2 separate regions of the Triticum aestivum genome follow, and region 1 is linked to region 2. A link is a contact called in public Hi-C data. All regions are on one chromosome and are shown on one strand. Each heading gives the region's core, a stretch centred on a gene start, on an enhancer-like site or on the middle of the called end of the contact. The rest is flanking DNA. Distances are from core to core; before and after follow the strand shown. Region 1 has its middle 810 kb from the start of LOC123152431. Region 2 has its middle 990 kb from the start of LOC123152431.

Region 1 (6,324 bases), core at 2,711-5,210, 170 kb before region 2:
TATGATGAAGGGGGTCTATGGCAAGCACAAAGAGGAGCGGTGAAAACGGATCCCCCTGCCTGAGACCCTGACCGTGCTTGATTGGGTCACCAGCAATACCATTTAGCAACACTCTAGAGGACTCGGAGGAAAGAAGTGCTGAGACCCAGTCACGAAAGCGGGTAGGGAAGCCATGATGATTTAGCACCTCCAACAAGTAGTCCCATCTAACCGAGTCGAAAGCCTTCTTGATGTCTAATTTGAATAGGAGCATAGGTTTCTTTGCGCCGTGAAATTTTCTGGACAAATTCCGGACATACATAAAGTTGTCGTGGGTGCTTCTTTTTTTTATGAAGGCACTTTGCGCAGTGGAGACAATGTCGTTCATATGGGGGGCCAGTCTAGTGGCCAGAATTTTGGCAATGAGCTTGGCCACGGCATGAATCAAGCTAATGGGTCTGAAGTCAGAGATGTCCTCGGCACCATGCTTCTTGGGAATGAGGGCGATATTCGCCGAATTGAGCCAGTGCAGATTTCTGACATTTAGGTTGGAGAAGCTGCTGATCACTAGCATGATATCATCCTTAATAATATTCCAGCAACTCTTGAAGAATTTTTCGGTGAATCCGTCCGGGCCTGGCGCTTTGTCAGAAGGAATAGAAAAGACAGCAGCTCTGACTTCCTCTTCCAAGATGGGGTCGCCAAGCGCGGTAAGGTCAATGCCAGTGGGTGGGATGGATGCCCAGTTAATGGTCTTGGAACGTGGAGCGCCCTTTTTCAAAATCGCATTGAAATGGGAGTGAACAATTGATTTCTTGTGATCATGGTCTGTCACCCAACCTTGGCCGTGTTTTAGGCGGTGAATAAGGTTTTTCCTCCTCCGGCCATTGACTCTGAGGTGCAAATAGCGGGTATTCGCGTCTCCCTCTTTTATGTTGGTGATCCTCGAGGTCTGCCTTTTCCGCGCACGTTCCATCACAGTTGTGCTTTTGAACTTCACCAAAAAATGTAGCACAAGTTACTTTACTTAAAATGATGTGTTAGTAAAGGTTGGAAGCATAATTTATCCAAAAAAATTGTCAGAACCTATCAACATGTGATTATTTTTGAAGATCTCGGTGTGAGAAATGCAACAATTAAAACGCTTTATGATTTGGATGCACAGTCGAAGAGATAAACTTTATTGAAATAAAATCTTATTAACAAGCCCACCCATTGTGCATGGGAAGGATATCACTCACCCGCTCGTGGCCTATAGCCCAGCTATAAGTTATTTTCCACTCACCAAAATGCCAATTCATATTTACAGTGTTCTCGGTAGAACACGCACAACTCCTGGTTCGCTAGGATGCAAATCGCTGGCCGGCCCATTATCCTTGCACCAATTTTGGGACCTTACGGTGTTCTGAGAGGGGTTTCCTCCAATTTCTAAGGTTTTTGGGGTATTTTATATTTTCATTTTCATTTACTTTTCCTTTTTCCTTTTTTGTTTGTCTTTTCTTTGTTTCACTAGTTTTTCGTTTTTGTTTCTTTATTTTTTTTCTTTCTAAATTGGTGTGAAAAATTGAAAATTAAGTAAATGTTTTAATTTTCAATTTTTATGAACTTGTTTTGAATCGGCAAACTTTTCCAAATCCACCATCTTTTCTCAAACTCACAAACTTTTTTCCAACTTGCATTTTTCTACAATTATGAACTTTATACAAATTCATGAAGTTTATTTTTCAAATTCATCAACCTTTTCAAACCATGAACTATTTCAAAACCTCAAAACTAAGGTTTTTTTAATTTCATGTTTTTAAAGGTTGAGGGTTAACCGGCCAACGTCTTAACTAGTGAATGGTTCGAAATCCTTAAGCCTTTTTGAAATTCGCGAACAATTTCCCAATTCATGTACTTTTTCCATATTTACAAAAAAATATTGTTTTTTTATTTCTCAATTTTTAAAAACCATGAATTATTTTTATTTCACTCTTTCTTAAAACTAAGAAAAACTTTGGGCAAAATAAAAAAAATATTACTTTTTTCTCATGTTTTTTTGAGACAATTTTTTCTCATGTACAGTGGAACAACATGTCGCTATGAGGGGATAAAATACGATCAAAATAGGGTGAATGTGGGGTCTTTCTGGGCCGCCCCAGGTTCAATAACGCGTGGGCGCCACAAACCATTTCATTAAGCACCTATTTCGCGCGCGGGTCAATATGCACCCCGTGTGTGCTTTTGGGTTGTCCCATATGAGGGGGGGGGGGGATCATCCGCCTGGACAACCGTCGGATCAGCGCGCTGGTGGTCCTCCGATGCAGCACGCCACGGCAGCGGCGTTACCAACTTCAATGCAGCGCTGCTTCCCTCGACAAAGCTCCACTGCAGCATAGTACGAGCGCGACCATAGCTCGACTCGAGCACCAATGGCGTCCGACAAAGCTCCATTGCAGCTCCGGTGGAGCTCCAACGCAGCACCGACGACCTCCGGCGAAGCTCCATTGCAGCTCCGATGGAGCTCCAACGCAGCACCAACGGCGCCCGGCGAAACTCCATTGCAACTCCGGCGAAGCTCCATTGCAGCCCCGGCTATGCTTCCGGTGGCCTGGCGTTGCTCCATTTCAACGCCGGCGTGCTCCCAATAACTCCAAATCCACATCGCCGGAGTTGCAGCGCCCCCCGTCGGCAACTCTCTGCGGTCACCGTCGCAGCCGCCGCGCACTTCATTGCAGCTAAGGGAGCCACGCACACTGCTTAAAACGAAGCTCCGACGACCATGTGCAGATGCTCCTCATCGCAACAGCAGTAGCTCCGACGGCCATGGCAGGCGGTGGTCGCGCGTCGAAGCTTTCGTCCATTCATGGCAGCACCAGTCGTAGCCAAGCGGTGCCATGTGCAGCAGTAGCACTCCATTGCCCCAGGGGTGAGAAAGGAAAGGAAGAGAGGGGAGCTCTGGGGAAGGAGTAGAGCAAAGCGCGGCCATGGTAGTGGCGACAGGAGAGAGAGAGAGGGATCTGCACGAGGAAGACGACACGAGCGCGAGAAAATTGTGTGGCTGTGACTTCCTTGCGTGGGATAAGGTACAGATGGGGAGCGGTGCGTGGGCTTGTGTCTCGCTATTGTCATCCGGTTTAAAACAAACATTTTCCTTATAATTATTCGTTCATGGTTTGCTCCTCCTACCGGACTACCAGTGCGTCGTTTCCCTTTTTTAATTTATTTTTTTCTTTGGCTTCTCTTTTTTATTTCTTGTATCATCTTTATTTTTCTTTTTTGTATATGTCATGTACAATTTTATAAAATACGAACATGTAAGATTAAAGAGGAGATGGCAAGCTAGCATATGCAGAACCCAACATGCTTTAGTGTTCATAAGTTCTAGGCGATCCTAAGCAACTCCCTTCTTTGGTGGTCCAACAGCCTTAAACATCGGAGAAGAAGCCCACCCTAATCCTTCGGTTAACAGCGCTCGGCGGCAACAGGAGAGAAGCGCACCCTTAAGCACCGGTGGTTGATAGTTTCGGTCGCGATTCCTGGAAAGTAACAAGGGGACAGGCAGGCAGACCAGATCTTTGTCGACCTACTCTACTGGGATGGGAGTGAGCTACTAATCGTCAAGCTTTGATCAGCTAGCTGTCAAAAGGAAAAAGGTAAAAATGAACCTAGTACGACTCTAGTCTGTCTCCACACCGACCCTGCTGTCTGCAACAGACGAGGCCGACTGCTCACCGTCTGAGGACTGAGATTGGCAAAAGATGTGCACGCACAAAGCCGGTCTGTTGCGGAGCACAGCACACCCAAGATTTGGTACCAGAAATCTGTACAAAGACAATTGAACAAAACAAACACCACTTTACGTTTATGTTTTATTATCATCAGCAGATGAGAACTGGCACACATGACAATTATGTTGATGAATGATGGTGATGTGTGTCTGTGTCTTGTGTGTGGGTGTGGCCGCCCTCTGCGTGCGTACCTGCCGGTTAGCATTAGCTGCAATGGTCCATACGCATTGCTGTTGGTACTGTCGGGCTACATGGTGTGACAGAGCTTATCTCTGCATGTAATTCTGGACGTGATTTGGGTGCAACAGAGACGCCAAATAAAAATGCTCAAACTGACTCAAACAGTCTAACATGAGCTGACGGAATTCCTAATTTTCCGGACGACGGATGATTGAAAGTTATTAACTGACTGCGTCACATTTTTCACCTATTCCCCCCTCCAAAAAAATTAGATCCTTCGCATAGTGATGAAAAAAACTACTCCTTCCGTTCCTAAATATTTGTCTTTCTAAACATTTCAAATGACTACTACATACGGATGTATGTAGACATATTTTAGAGTATAGATTCATTTATTTTGCTCCGTATGTAGTTACTTGTTGAAATGCCTAGAAAGACAAGTATTTAGAAACGGAGGGAGTAACAACGATACTGTCGCTTTCTGAAAACCAGGCTCTAAACAGACTGTACGTAGAGCGCGACGGATCACCATCCTCGATAGGTACATGCTCTTGGTATTATCCACAGTTTTACTGCCGACTGCCCATCTTAATGTAGTGTTTTTCAGACTTGCATCCAGAGGCAAACCTGACCGGATCTCCTCCCAGCAAACTTCTCAAGTTTATGCTGCCCAATTTTATATCTGCTGCATATCTTTCGCCTGCGAAAACGTCGAAAGCAGACCGAGACTTGTCGCTCGTGCCGGTGCGTGTGATTAGGCGCAAACGGAGCAAGCAACGGCTTAAATAAAGAAGCGGACGTCAAGGGAGACAGGGCCAGCAAATCATGAAAGGTCTTGTCTTCTCTTCCCTGACGTGCGGGGCAGTTCTTGTGTCTTGTACGTTCCGACGACGGTATCCATCCAAAAGCCTTCAGAAAACGGAGACGCCGCCGACACTTCTTCCTCTCCCAGGCTGTTATGGTCCAGACACACTATCTACCAATGATATCTGCTTCTCCTTCTGTTTTCTTCCATTCCAAAACCATCCCATGCTCTCTTCAATATTATTACTGGTACTACTAGTATTATACAAACACACTGTAACACCATGTTCTGAATTTGTTGCACTACTGCATGCACTACTCTGAACTGTGGATCATTGACAGATGATAGACTCCCTCAATGGGTGGTACAATGGTGCATGCACTGATGCACATGGTGAGGTCACAGGATGTGAAGCGTGCACTATTATTGCAATTGCAGAAGCTGATTGCCTGTCCGAGACACACATTTCAAACCCCACGGTTACAACAAACACGATACTCTAGAATTATGGGTGGCCAATGCAGTTGAGCCAAGCCCTAATCAGAGCGTCATACTCCCTCTGTATTATAATATAAGACGTTTTTTCCGTTTCAAAAAAAAGACGTTTTTGACACTAAAACGTATTATAGTATGATACGAAGGGAGTAGAAAAGAACAATGCAGTTCGTACGAAAAGAAAACCAACATTTCAGGCTCTGCTTATTACGAAAGAAGTTTCTGCGAGCTGATTCCAGTAAAATTTCATGTGTTCATCGACAGCCATAATAACCGGGTATATTGCTATCAAAGTACCCTGCCCCTGTAGCAGTGGTTGCTAGTGACGGTATACCTGATGCTGTGACCAAACGGCATACCAAATGCTAATTATAACTAATTAAGTATGCCGTGATCTCAACTCCAATCTCCACTAGACAGACAAACCCGAAATCATTTCACCCTTTCGGTCGGGCACTACTACAAAAATCTTTGCGTTAGTCAAAGGCGAATAAGACTGTCAATCCTTCAGTCATTTCCAAGATTTAAATGCAAGTCAGTGATTCAAACTTATAAATAAAACTACTCAAATGATAAGTGTCACACATATAGCATAAAGTAATCCGGCCTTGACGTTTTATACACCTAAGTTGCCATCCAAAAAGAAAAAACAAACCAAAAAAACTGAAAGTTATCATTCGAAAAAAAAGTTGTCATGCTTGACAACTAAAGTTGTCATCCCCACGTGACTAAACTTGTAATCAAAAACATTCGAAGTTGCCATATGTTCGTCCCACATTAGGGACACTTACCAGGATCTTGAAAATAAGATAGTGATCAAACATATAATGTTGCTCTGCTCATCAAGCAAATCCTAGAGCTTGCAACAGACAATAAACAATATTGATCAAAACAATTAGTACCTTTTCCAAATGAAATTCGGTGGCAAGCCCCGCTGGCCATTGCAGCGGGGGTGGTGGCCCTCGACAACCGCGACAAGGAGTACTGAAGGAGGCGACTATCGGAAGATCCGTCATTAAGATGTTGATTGAAACATGGATAAATATTCGGGGTGAAAACCCTTGTCTAACTTTTATTGACCAGACTCAGCAACAT
Region 2 (6,292 bases), core at 171-2,670:
CCGTAACACATCATCCCGTGATCAACTCCTTGGTCACATTGCGCATATGATGATGTCCTACCGAGTGGGCCCAGAGATACCTCTCCGTTTACACGGAGTGACAAATCCCAGTCTCGATCCGCATAAAACAATAGATACTTTCGGAGATACCTGTAGTGCACCTTTATAGTCACCCAGTTACGTTGTGACGTTTGATACACCCAAAGCACTCCTACGGTATCCAGGAGTTACACGCTCTCATGGTCAAAGGAAGAGATACTTGACATTGGCAAAGCTCTAGCAAACGAACTACACGATCTTTTGTGCTAGGCTTAGGATTGGGTCTTGTCCATCACATCATTCTCCTAATGATGTGATCCCGTTATCAACGACATCCAATGTCCATAGCAAGGAAACCATGACTATCTGTTGATCACAACGAGCTAGTCAACTAGAGGCTCACTAGGGACATATTGTGGTCTATGTATTCACACGTGTATTACGATTTCTGAATAATACAGTTATAGCATGAATAAAAGACAATTATCATGAACAAGGAAATATAATAATAATACTTTTATTATTGCCTCTAGGGCATATTTCTAACAGCCTTTTCAGGCCGAAATTCCAGCTGCCGATAATCTTTCTTTTTTTATGTATCTTGCATTTTAAGAGAGAAAAGATGTTAGAGTTGCACTATAATATGGAATATAACTTCAAAACAAGATAAATAACAGTATGAAAAAACATGATGCAAAATAGACGTATTACACACCAGTGGTGATCGGGGTTGGAGACCACCACAACCTGGATGGGTCAAGATTAATACGGACAACACTATTGACACTCAAGCTCAGCTGGGAGGCACGAGAGGGTTTGCACGTTCACACCTCTCCTTTATGGGTGCTTGGAGCAAGCCCATGCCTGGTGTTACTGATCCTTTCATCGCCAAGTTTTTAGCATTGCGAGAAGGTGTTATCTTTGCCCAACTGAAGAGCTACTCGCATGTGGTTATGGAGGTTGATTGCTCGAAGGTTGCGAGGTTTTGGAATTCGCATCACATCCTCAAGTCAATTGTGATACCTATCTTCGATGAAATCAAGGAAAGAGCCTCAAACTTTGCTTCGTTTTCGGTTCAGCATGTCACAAAGGAAGTCAATTGCACAGTAGATCTTTGTGCTAAACATGCCACTGCGATTATCATTTTCAGATTGTTGGATGGAGCCATGTCCCTCCTTTTAGTTAGCAGTGTTTTGGCGGAGTGTAACTGAATTTCTCTCATGCAATAATGCTCCTAATTTCGCGTCAAAAAAAAGAAAATTAGCCGAAACCCTATTTAATAATGCTGTTCCACGTTCAACGGGACACATCACATGGCATTCCGACAGACAAGATAGGCCCGCACGAACTCTCTGTGGGCCCCGCGGGCGCCCCATTGACGGTGATTGGCCGATGGGCCGTCCTATCTGCCACGCGTAGAAAAGTCGCTCTGTACCCACAAGAACACACCTGTTCCTTTACACCTTTTCCTCTTCATTTTTTGTTCAGTTTTTTCTACCAAAACCATCATAGTCTTCTCCCTTCTTCTTCTTCTTCTTCTTCTTCTTCTTCTTCTCCGGAGCAACAAGGAGGAGACGCAGAGGAGGGAGGACGACACGATCTTGCCACTAGCTGCATTTCTCCTCCTCTCGCATTGGTCGTCTTCTAGTTCCACCGGCCACGAGCCTGCGCAGGTAATGTAGCTTCGTCTTCCCTTCTTGGCTTGTTCCTCTCGCGGAATGTGATCAGTAGTTGGTTCTGTTGGATAATGGCTGGTACTACGTACACGCGTATGCATAGAAAAACAAGTCTTGGGACTCCACCGTCTCCCCCTCTGCCCTCTCCTACCCCCATGTGAGGTGCGTAAATAAAATTGAAGGGAGTGGCCAGGAGCGTGGCGGGGACCATGGTCCGTCCCTTCGTCTCGCGACAGCAGCGCAAAACTCCAACCCAGCAAGCGGCGGCGGCCAAAGATAGTCCGTAGCCGCGCAGGTAGTGTTAGTACATGTGCGACTAAGAGGGGTGGTGCGCCGGCAGTGTAGTAGTTTCTGTTCTTGCCTTGGGTGTGGGCAGGCTGGTTTCGCCGGATCGCCGTCCACGTCCGGAATCCGGCGACAGACACGGCGCTCTCGGGCACATGGACCTGCCACCAGCCCGCCGGCTTTGGTTTCTTGCTTACAATGCTGCTTGATCCGAGGGGAGGGGGGTGTTGGCCGGCGGTGACAGGTGCAGAGGAAGAGGGGCGATTTTGACACTGTTCTTGGGTGGAGGGGGTGCAGGACTGAGAAGGGCGATGGGGGCAGGGGAGGAGGATGCGGCGGCGGCATGGGAGAAGGTGGAGGCCAAGGAGGAGAGGATCATGGTGTCCGTGCGGGTGCGGCCGCTCAACGGCAGGGAGTCCGGCGACAGCTCCGACTGGGAGTGCATCAGCCCCACCACCGTCATGTTCCGCAGTACCGTCCCTGACCGCGCCATGTTCCCCACCGCCTACACCTACGGTAAGCACAAGCACCGGCAGAGCTCAATTTCGCAAAGAATGTATGGCGATGTTGGCGACAATTGCTGGCCTTGATGTTGGGATTTCATTCGGCAGTCGATTTCTCAGTTTGTTCTGCTTTCTTGTCCTTTTCAGACAGGGTGTTTGGCCCCAATTGCTCGACCAGGCAGGTCTACGAAGAAGGAGCAAAAGAAGTTGCTCTATCAGTTGTCAGTGGAATCAACTGTATGTACAGGAGAAATGATGCTACTCCTTTACATCGTTAATTTGGTCTTTGGATGAACTGATGTGGACCAACTAACATTTGCACATGAATCTCTTCTTATTGACAGCAAGCATATTTGCGTATGGGCAGACAAGCAGCGGAAAGACTTACACAATGACTGGCATTACTGAGTACAGTGTGATGGACATCTATGACTACATAGAGAAGGTGTGTGTATGCGCGGCACCAGTGATGTTACAGTTCACTTTGTGAGATGATATTTGCCTCATTGTTTGTCATTGCTACAGCACCCTGAAAGAGAATTCATGCTGAAATTCTCAGCAATTGAGATATATAATGAAGCTGTAAGAGATCTTCTGAGCCATGATACCACACCTCTTAGACTGCTTGATGACCCAGAGGTACTCCATTCTCCTTTACTTGAGTTTACTATAACTATTTTTTCCTCCACCCTACGCTGATCTCGCGTTATCATTTGAATCAAACAGAAAGGGACTACTGTTGAAAAGCTCACTGAGGAAACACTGAGGGACAAGGACCATCTTAGGGATCTTCTTGGAATGTGTGAAGGTCCGGGCTAAAATTTCTAGAGAACAAAACATGCACCATGTTTCTTGTTTTCATCATTTGCTTAATTTGGTATGTGCTACAGCTCAAAGAGAGATTGGAGAAACGGCTTTGAACGAAGCGAGCTCTAGGTCCCATCAAATACTCAGGCTGGTTGGTGGCTCTCTTATATATCTATTTTGCACTACCTTCTGAAGATGATTTTGTTGACAAGCTTTTGTTACATTCAGACAATCGAAAGTTCTGTTAAACAGTATTTAGGAAGAGGCAAATCGAGCACCCTGGTATCTTGTGTGGTATGGATTTTCCATTTATATTCATGATTATTTGGTACTAGCATGTTTCCATCATCTCTGAGTTTCTTGGTTCTTCTTCTGGACAGAACTTTGTTGACTTAGCTGGAAGTGAGCGAGCATCTCAGACTGCTTCAGCTGGTATGAGGTTAAAAGAAGGTAGTCATATTAATCGAAGTCTGCTAACACTGGGAAAGGTTGTTCGCCAACTGAGGTTTGTTTGGTTTGTTTTCTTCTAGCAAGAACTTGTAATCCCGGTGGTTTAATTCTTATATAAGTATATTCCGGTCCTAAAAATTATCAGAGTTTGCACATATATTTCCTCTTTCTTTTGTATTCACTAGATAAAGTAATTTTGAATTCCATTGGGTTTTACAGTTTGACGTGTGTCCTTTCTGCTCATTTTGTCTGCTCTTTCAACAATGACCTACTATATAGTATCTTTTCTCGACAAAGGCTAATATATTAACAAAGTGTAAAAAAAGACAAAGGGTAATATATTAACATCAAAATAATACCATTTACACATTTTTTCTTGAAAAGGAGATTAAAACCCCCTGCCTCTGTATCAATCGATGCATGCGGCCATCTTTATTTATTATTCCATCAAGGTCTAACAAGAACATATATCAAGCCACCGGAAGCTATCACTCACACCTACAAAACGTCAAAACTCGATAATGTGGAATGCTTTCACTCCCCATATCTAAACCGGTGTTGTCGCCGATCCATCCACATAACGTATCAGAACGAATAGCCGGTACAACAGACCTAAAGCGCACACCACATGCACACGTTTTAGACAGCGCCATAATTATCGGACCGCTCACCCATCTTCAGGAGAGAGATCCGCATCATCCTTGCCAGTCCGTCCATCCGTCGACGCCACCATGGCGCCCAACGGCGCCACCGCCCCGCGCTCGTCCATCCAGACACGAAGATTCTAGAAGACCTGTCATGCCTAGCACCTGCCGAGCAGGCATGACACCGCGTAGCACCTGTCGGCCAGGCATAACTTGACGTCTCCACCAAAGCTTCGTGCAAGACGAAGCCACTCCACCTCCTGCCTCTTGTCTTTCAGCGCTGCTCCACAAACGATGCTCCCAAAAGAGAAACGACACCGCAGTATCGTCATCGTCCGATCTGAAAGACTAGATCCTAGGGTTTCCCCCGGAGCAGCACGAGTGGTTCAACAGTCGTTGCACGACGATGCCTTCATCAAGGTAACGGCGCAGAACGCCGCCATCGTCTGCCATCAGCTCGGTTTTCACCGACAACTATGTCTTCCCGACTCGCAGCCGGAACTAAGATGACGATCTCGAGATCTGATCATCCAGCCTCAGGCCGACCATCTCCAACAGAGGAGATGGCCACCACCGCCGGCTGCACCGACCAGATCAGATCTAACCGAAGGTGCCGTCAAGCCGCCCACCAGGCCCTCCATGCCGCCGCCGATCCGAAGCCGGATGACACGTCGCCGCAGCGTAAGTCGCCGCCGCCGCCCGTGATCAGGCTGCCCTACACGCCGCAGTCGCAGTCGCCCGCGACAGGGCCAGCCACCGCCGCCGCCGCCGCCAGATCTGCCGTGCCTCGGCACGCACAAGGGCTCCGCACCACCCGTGAGACGCGGGACAGAGGAGGATCCCCGCCACCGCCGTCGGCCCTCCGGCAGTGGCAGGGTGAGAGAAGGTGGATTAGGGAGCGGGGGCGGCTAGGGCTGGGCAGTGGCGGATCTAGGCCCCAGGTCGGGGGGGCCCAGGCCTGGGGCGTGAGGCCCATTTTCTTTGTGGGCTGTAGGGAAAATACTGTAGCAACTGCTACAGTACACAAAGGGGGCCCGGGGCGCTGGGCTGGGCTGGATCCGCCCCTGGGGCTGGGGACCCGTCCGAGTCGCCCGAGCGGGAGCGACGCGGGGCGTACCATTTACACCTTAGTCTGAACTATTTTGTTCCTCTTGCAGCAAGGGAAGAAACGGCCATATCCCATACAGAGATTCAAAGCTGACACGCATATTACAGTCCTCTTTGGGAGGCAATGCAAGAACAGCCATTGTCTGCACCATGAGCCCAGCACGCACTCATATTGAGCAATCCAGGAACACACTTCTGTTTGCAACTTGCGCAAAGGAGGTAGTTACAAATGCACAGGTCAATGTAGTGATGTCTGACAAAGCACTACTGAAGCATCTACAAAGAGAGCTTGCAAGATTAGAGAATGAACTGAAATTGCCGGAGTCAGCCTCCTGCACTAGTCATGCTGAAGTTTTAAGAGAGAAGGATGCACAGATCAAAAAGGTACTTTTCCTCACTTGAAATTTTCCAACCCTTGTAACAGTGTTAATTGCAGGACCACACAATTTCATGCACCATGTACCTGTCTATTCTTCTTTCAGCTGGAAAAACAGCTTAGGGAATTGATAGAAGAAAAGGATACTGTTCAGTCTCAACTTAACTGTTTAATGAAAAGTGACGCTGACGACCATGCCAATGACCGCACTGCAAAGCGATGGGTACTATCTCTCTCATATACACAGACTTACTTTTTGCATTATTGTCATGTGTGACATTTAATGATCTGTCCTTCCTCTGATAGGATGTCCATAGTCGGTCCTCAGAGTCTCTTGCGCGAAATGCATCCGAGGAAGCACTTTCGGTTTCAGACACTTATGGAGGTTCTTATCAAGATCAAGGT

What was found. A called contact is a pair of places that touch in the nucleus more often than the background predicts.
Region 1: a Hi-C map of leaf shows a contact between it and region 2, with 3 times the contacts expected there. The contact joins two enhancer-like sites. A contact is called at or near these places in 5 of 5 Hi-C or Micro-C datasets (leaf, root and an unstated tissue).

What each region holds. Positions count from the first base shown.
Region 1 is chr7A:286,029,932-286,036,255 of IWGSC CS RefSeq v2.1, reverse strand. No RefSeq gene overlaps it. Among protein-coding and RNA genes, the nearest start is that of LOC123152431, 810 kb to the left of the region's middle. Within about 2 kb of position 3,960, at least 1 of the 8 cell types and tissues checked has an H3K27ac peak or open chromatin away from gene starts, as enhancers often do.
Region 2 is chr7A:285,855,374-285,861,665 of IWGSC CS RefSeq v2.1, reverse strand. It overlaps the pseudogene LOC123152423. Among protein-coding and RNA genes, the nearest start is that of LOC123152431, 990 kb to the left of the region's middle. Within about 2 kb of position 1,420, at least 7 of the 8 cell types and tissues checked have an H3K27ac peak or open chromatin away from gene starts, as enhancers often do.